Linked DNA regions of Mus musculus: region 2 is linked to region 1. The links are chromatin contacts, called in public HiChIP or PLAC-seq maps. All regions are on one chromosome and are shown on one strand. Each heading gives the region's core, a stretch centred on a gene start, on an enhancer-like site or on the middle of the called end of the contact. The rest is flanking DNA. Distances are from core to core; before and after follow the strand shown. Region 1 holds the start of Foxa2 (forkhead box A2). Region 2 has its middle 21 kb from the start of Nxt1.

Region 1 (3,562 bases), core at 378-2,877:
GTCCATGATCCACTGATAGATCTCGCTCAGCGTCAGCATCTTGTTGGGGCTCTGCTGGATGGCCATGGTGATGAGCGAGATGTACGAGTAGGGAGGTTTGGCGTGTGTGTAGCTGCGTCGGTATGTCTTGGGGTCCCGAGCGCGGCTCAGGCCGGCCTGCCCGTACATGGGGCTCATCGAGTTCATGTTGGCGTAGGGGGCAAGGCCACCCATGGCCCCGGCCGCCTGTCCCCCGAGCGGGCTCAGACTCGGACTCAGGTGAGGTCCCATGCCCGCCACGCCGGCCGCCCCGGCTGAGCCGCTCATGCCCGCCATGGCGCCGGCGCCCGGGGACATGCCAGCTAGCGACGGGCTCATTCCAGCGCCCACATAGGATGACATGTTCATGGAGCCCGCGCTCATGTTGCCGGAACCGCCGCCCATGGCAGCCGCGGACATGCTCATGTATGTGTTCATGCCATTCATCCCCAGGCCGGCGTTCATGTTGCTCACGGAAGAGTAGCCCTGCGGACAGAGCCCGGGGAGGAGACAGGTTAGCACCTAGGCTGAGCTCGCCCGATCTTCCCACCCACCCACCAGTTGGACCCAGTCCCCCGCAATTCGTGCAAGCCTCTGGAATCTCTTGCTTTCCCTGGATCCCAGTGCACCAACACCAAGTCCTCTGGGCCCCAAAGAGAGCCGGAAAAGAGATCGCCCTAGGGCCAGCGGGACCTGAGGCTCAGCCTCGCCCAGATTCTAGAACTTCAGTGACCTGGACCACCGCCAACTCAGGCGCCCCAAATGTATTTTACTCTCCCTAGGGGCTCCTCAAATCAGCTGGCCAGCACACTGAGTCAGCACCGAGGCCGGAAATCTCCGTTGCTATCCCAGGTAGTCAAAAGCCACCTTTGGAACCTCACTGGGGCAGTCTCAAGCGAAAATCATCTCAGTGTCCTCTATTCTGGGGTTTCGTACCGGGACCCCACTCCTTAGTCATAGGGGAGTGAAGCGCAGTGCCTGCACAGAGTCCGGGAGCAGCTGGAGGCATCGCGTGGAGGAATAAGGAAGGGACCGCCAACTCGGCTAGGAACTGTTAGTGTCCCGGCTTCGTAGCGACAAACTTTTTTTCTCTTTGTCCACTGGTCTTTGATTCTTTGCCTGTACCTCTGTCCCCAACTCCTACCCACCTTCTCTTCCCCAGCTCCCCACCCCCTCGCCAGCCGACCTCCCACCCCTCCCCAGCCGCGCGCTGCCAAACATAACTCTGTTAGGATAGTGCGTGGCTCGGCCACGAAGAGGATTTGGAGGCGCCGCAAGTCAATATTTGATCACAAAGTTAATATTATCTCAAGGCTAACAGTGTGTCGTATAAAAAAGAGACCCATTTGAGTAGAAGGAGGGCGGAAAAGGCGGCTGTCCAGGAAGGCTAGAGGTGGGGGGGCGGGTACCGGTGAAGGGAGCGTGCGGAGGCTGGGGACGCGGAGATAGCTGTCACCCCACTTCTCCCTGGCCAGGGCAAGAGCTTACCTCGGGCTCCGCGTAGTAGCTGCTCCAGTCGGATGGCTCGTGCCCTTCCATCTTCACGGCTCCCAGCATACTGGAAGCCGAGTGCATGGCGGTTTAAAATTTAACAGCCACAACAAACGACCAGCAATCAGCCCCCACCCCCACCCTCTTAAAAAAAAAAGTCAGCAATGGTACCGTCCCCTCCCTCCCGCCCTCTCTCGCGCTCCCCCTCTCTCCCTCTCTGGACTCCACTTCCTCTCTCTCTCCCGCGGCCTGCGGCGGGAAGTAGCTGGGAGTGGGCGGGAAGGTGGCTGGCGGAGGAGGGGGCCGAAGAACCCTGGAGGCCGGAACCCGAGACTCGCCGTCGGGCGTGCACTCTGTCGCCGCGCTCCCGGGGCTGCCGGTGCAGGCTGAGGCTGGCAGTGTCGAGCTGCCGGGAGGCGGCGGGAAGCTAGCGGCGTGGGGGCGGGCGGGGGGAGAGCGAGAGGAGGGGGAGGAGGAGGAGGAGGAGGTGTGGACCGCGCAGCGGACAAGTGCCGCAATGACGTGAGCGGCTGGTGATATAGCGCGGTGCGCTGGCGCTGGCCTCCAATCCCCAGACCCCGGGCAGCCCATTTGAATAATCAGCTCACACTTAGGTGAGAGGAAGCCAGGGCTAGCGTTCCGCACCTGCCGCTGGGCGCCCCGAGCTAGCCCATCTCCTGCTGTCCCTGGCACTCCCAAGACCCCGACCTGCAAGCAGGCGTGCTGGCGCCCTGGTGGAGTCCCTTCCTTTACGTCCACGGGGAGTCTTCCGTGGACCCAGAGACCTGGGATCAAGCCACCCTTGGAGAAACTCAGGTCTCCTGCTCCCGCCCCGCCCCTCCTCATCGCCCCAAGCACGGGGTTCGTCAATCCGAAGGCGCGTACCGCCTTGGTGGCCTGCAAAGCGAGGCAAGCCAGATTTATTTATCTCGGGTTTCCTCCCTTTTAGTGCACATTCCCTGTCAAAACAACAAGCAGGTGACAGCCAATTTGCAAAGCGCTGTCCTATTTAGAAAAACTGTGTACACACCTTTAACTCGCTGGCCGCTGCTCCGGAGGCCCCTCCCCGTTACAGTTAAGTCCCGGGGCGGCCTCAGGAGGCGCGTAGGACTCGCGTGGTCTGGCCGCCCTGGTCGTCAGTTACCTCAGTCCTCTTTCTGGCTACCCACCTCAGTCGGCCTGGAGAGACCCGTTTAGCTGCAGCCAATACCCGGGAGGCAGCGATTTGCCTCTGGCATGAGGGCCTCGGTGTTTCAAGGTTACTTTTCAGTTAAATCCAAGGTGCCCAAAGCATTTCGTAACTAAAACAAACAGGGCAGTAGGTGGGGGTAGGGCAGGAGAAAAAAAATCAATAATGGGCCTTGTGGGATGACTTCAGGAGGATCTGTGTTCTCTGCCTGCAGAGACCAGGACTGTCTTATAAAAATTGAAAATTTCAGTTTCTTTTCTCTTTAGCTTCTAGGTGTTAAAAAGTGTCATTTGAAGTGTTGTCTTCTGCCTTTGAGGCAGAGGCAGGAGGATCTCAGAGAAGTCTAGGCTGACCTAGTCTATAGAGTGAGTTTCAAGACATCCGGGCTACAGAGAGAAACCTTGTCTCCCCAAACAAAACAAACATGAAAACAACAGAGTATGTCATTTATATTGTTAGCTACCAAGACCGAGACTAAGGTAAGCCTAGATTTTGGAGTGGAGGGTCTTGCCGGCGTTTTTATGTGGACAGTCTTTCTTGGTTCTGAAAATGTGACTAGGATGTAGGGATACAGTCCCAAACTCTTCTCTCTAGGAGATGGAGAAAATAGGAAATAGTTGGCCCAAATCCAGGTGTCCACAATTTCGTGTGGTAGAAGAAGAGTACATAGAGGTGGCAGGTACTGGGGTGAGCTTTGAGCATGGAAGCCTGAATGAGAATGGAAGCCAGATTGGAGGGTAAAGAAAGAGGTCAGCATCCTTTTGGACTGAAGACGCAGCAACATCAGTGCCCTTTGCTGCTGAAACGCACATAGTATGGACAGATAAGGTATTAATGTGTCATCTGAAGCAATGCAGAGCACGA
Region 2 (3,562 bases), core at 433-2,932, 610 kb after region 1:
TCCAAGAGCTTCATCAATAATCTTTGTACCACTTCTCACTATAAATCTCAAAAATGCAAGGCTTAATCTCTTCATCTCCCCATAGAAACTTTCAGACCTTAAATCTCATCTTGAGTAATTTGAGTATTTGTTGCACACACTTTTGTTTGGAAAAAAAAAACTCTCCTTGAAGAATTTAGTTGTGTGTGTGTCTGTGTGTCTGTGTGTGTGTGTGTGTGTTCACCCACACATGGGTGTAAGCTTGGAGTGAGAATTTTAATATGAATTCAGGTATCCCACAGATACCAAAAAAGGGTCACAGATCCTCTGGAGACACAGAGGGTCTTGTGAGCTGGTTGATATGACTGCTAGAAACCAAATAAAGGTCCTCTACAAAAGCAGTATGCACTCTTACCTGCTGAGCCACCTCTTGGGTCCCAGAAAAAAATAAAAGAATTACTTAAGGGACCATTTCCTTTTCTCTCTTTTTATTAATGCTTTTTCTTTTCTTCTTTTAAATTTTCAAACACTAGACCTATAAAGAAAGAATCATTTCTTCCATGGAATCAATAACATCTCTCTTAACCACCCATCCACACCTGTCCAGCCACATCCTTTCTTGCTTTGGACCCAACTCAATTAAGTGTGCAATTTAAAGGCATGAGAAATTATTTCTGGTGACTAGAGAGTAGGTATGTGATACAAAGGGCTCTGAACCTTATCCCTGGTGAATCAACTCTAGGGCACAAGGAAGATAGCATGCCCTGGAATCTGCTTCTGCTGAAGTTAAAAAAAAAAAAAAAAAAAAAAAAAAAAAAAGATACTCCACAGATAGGCTGTCTCAGGAACCCCACCTCCACGCCACCCCTACTCCTTACCTGCACTGACACTTGCAAGCAAGGTCCTTCTCAAATATGACCAGTGTTTGGTTATTGAAGAGAACAGCATCAATCCTATGATCATCTATACTAATCTTTGAGGACTTTTATTAAAGTTAATTACTATTTACTATGGTAAAACATCATTCCTTGAATAAATGCGGTTTATAACTCTGGGTCTTTACTTTGTATTTTTGTTATTATTATTATTATTTTTCAAAGCCTTCTACTATCAATCATAGCTATGGAGCTATAATGAATGAAAGACAACCAACAGATGAATAAAGACAAATAAATAATTCAGAACCCAGATGTCATTTGCCTTTGCCTCTCTCCTCTCTCCAGAGCCAGCTGGGTCCCGTTTCTCTCATTTTCATTCCTTTACTAAATAAGCTTTTTCAGCCTGTTCCGGAGAGGTAAATAAAAATGAATAATTCAGTCTCCCATCTCATTTGTCCTCCCCCTCAGGGAACCAGAGTCCTCTTTTGTTTTCTGTCAATCTCTGGTTAAATAACATTAGCACTAGTCCTGCATTCTTTTTCCAGTCTCTGCCTAGGAGATGGCTTGCTATGCCCACCAACCATTCCTGGGAGGGGAGTACGTGTTGGGGGGGGGGGGGGGAAGGGTGTCTCAGATGTGACCAGATTGCCTTTGCATACAAGCTTTCTTTCTTGTTTAATGAGAATTCAGGTTGATGATTGTATATTGAGATGTTTCAGGACAGGGTTCTTAATACTTACCAAGGGCTATGGAACTCCCTAGAGTGACTAAAAAGTCTCTTGCCATCCTGGAAAACTTGGGTGGCCCCACTAGGTTCTTCCTGACTGTCAGGCCTGAGTCTGACCACTTAGTTGCTATAGTGACCAGCTCAGTGTCTCATCCCTTCTCTCAAGACTGCAGGCCTCCATTCTTAGTGTGTTGGGAATCTGAACAGGAAAATATGCTAATGACTCCCTTTTCTGGATCTATGACTAAATTCTCCATCATTGATCTTTCAGAATCAGAATATCTCTGATTCCCTATGAAGATGTGTCTCCATGAGTCAACCATATGATTTTATTTCTAGGTATTTCAATCATTTAAGTGTCCCTGGTGACTGCATAAGCTGATTCATTACATCTCTGCAAGCTCCCTGCACTCAATTTAGTACTGAAAATAGCACTGCCTTTTCATGTTACGTGCTGTTTCCACTTTCCCCTCCTACTGGAAGTACAATAAATTCTAATATTCAACAGATAGATGACCCTATGGAGAAATACAGCTAACATTTTAGTAGCTATAAAACCAAGTAACCCTCAGGAAAGCATATAATATGGTATGATCGGCATGGCTACTCTTTATGATGAGATGCCTCTAGGCCAGATTGTTATGGTCTGGGTATGAAATATTCCCTGATGACCCATGCGTGAAAGGCCTAGCCACCTGTATTAGCTACTTTTCTGTTGCTGTGATAAAATACTGACCAAAAACTACTTATAAAAGAAAGAGTTGATTTTAGCTTATATATTTTAGCTTAGATTGTAGCATTGTAGACTCTATAGGGAGTCTACAATGGTAGGGGAGGCATCACAGTAGGTGGCTGGAAAGGAAGCTGAGACACATCTTCAACAGCAAAGCAGAAAGTGGTTATAGGTTAGAGGTATAAACTCTCAAAGCCCATTCCCAATGGCATACTTCCTCCAGAAAGCTGTACCTCTTAAAGGTTCTACAACCTCCCAGACAGTGCTACACACTGGGGACCAAGTATTCAAATACTTGGTTAATAACTATGGGGAACAGTTCTCATTCAAACCACATTGTCTCATTCAGACTTTCTACAATAATTCCTGCTTCTCAGTATAGTTCTGTGCATGTTTTATTCTACTTTCTGGGGAGTCTTTGAGAAAATGTCCAAGCTTTTTATCTTTATGGGACATAGCATGGCTTGGGCTCTGACTTGATTGTGTATTAATCCCTTGATGGATTCATAATATAAAAGCATCATTGGGGTATGTTGTAAGGTAAGGGATGGGGCTTAACTGGAGTAAAGGGGTCACTAGGGATGTATCTTTTCAGCCCCTTCTCTTTACTTCCTGGTCATCATGGGTAACCTAATTTGTTCCCCCACATATTCCCACAGCCTCACCTCAGGACCAAGGCAAGGGTGGCATCCAACCATGGCTATGCCCCAACATGCTGCATGACATATAAGAAGAACAAAGTGGAGTTATGTGAACAACTGCTTACAAGCTAGCTCTAGTCACTGTTGTAGGCAGAAGCCACGTTGTTAGCCTTCATACTGCAAATGCAGATGGGCCTGACTGTAATTCTTAGACTTTACTTTGATGACCTCTAACAACTTAGACCAGAATTCTGCAGACAAAATATATTTGTAATTCTTTCTCACTTAAACGCACCTGGCTTCATGGGGTTGGGGCAGAGGAGTTATCAACACCTAGCCATGTGACTCTATCCACTTGCTGGGAACTTTTCTTTTTCTTTCTTTCCTTTTTTTTTTTTTTTTGTTTGTTTGTTTTTATTTCCAAAGATTTATTCATTTTATTTCATTTTTTATTTCTTTACTGGAAACTTTTCTAAGAAGAGGCTACCTTTAATTCTATGAAGTGTTAAAGCCAGTGTTGTAGCTATAGTGTAACTATCAAGGAGCAAAGGAAGGTTCTGGAAAAAAGCTTGTTGTCCCTGGTCTTTTTTTCCCTTCTAATCCA

What was found. HiChIP or PLAC-seq counts read pairs in DNA pulled down with a chosen protein or histone mark.
Region 2: an H3K4me3 HiChIP or PLAC-seq map of stem cell-derived neural progenitor cells shows a contact between it and region 1, with 3 times the contacts expected there. The contact joins the enhancer-like site here to the promoter of Foxa2 in region 1. A contact is called at or near these places in 5 of 39 promoter capture datasets (the 3T3-L1 cell line, the HPC-7 cell line, the SN4741 cell line and 2 more), 1 of 484 Hi-C or Micro-C datasets (myocytes), 3 of 115 datasets of contacts at active chromatin or transcription factors (embryonic forebrain, embryonic stem cells and stem cell-derived neural progenitor cells) and 1 of 9 other capture datasets (macrophages).

What each region holds. Positions count from the first base shown.
Region 1 is chr2:148,044,321-148,047,882 of GRCm38.p6, forward strand. Foxa2 (forkhead box A2) reads right to left here and starts at 1,628. Exons shown (of 2, transcript NM_001291065.1): 1 at 1,507-1,628; 2 at 1-504. The coding sequence starts at 1,593.
Region 2 is chr2:148,649,474-148,653,035 of GRCm38.p6, forward strand. No RefSeq gene overlaps it. Among named protein-coding and RNA genes, the nearest start is that of Nxt1, 21 kb to the right of the region's middle. Within about 2 kb of position 1,683, at least 17 of the 459 cell types and tissues checked have an H3K27ac peak or open chromatin away from gene starts, as enhancers often do. A contact at or near this core is called in stem cell-derived neural progenitor cells, where this site is marked.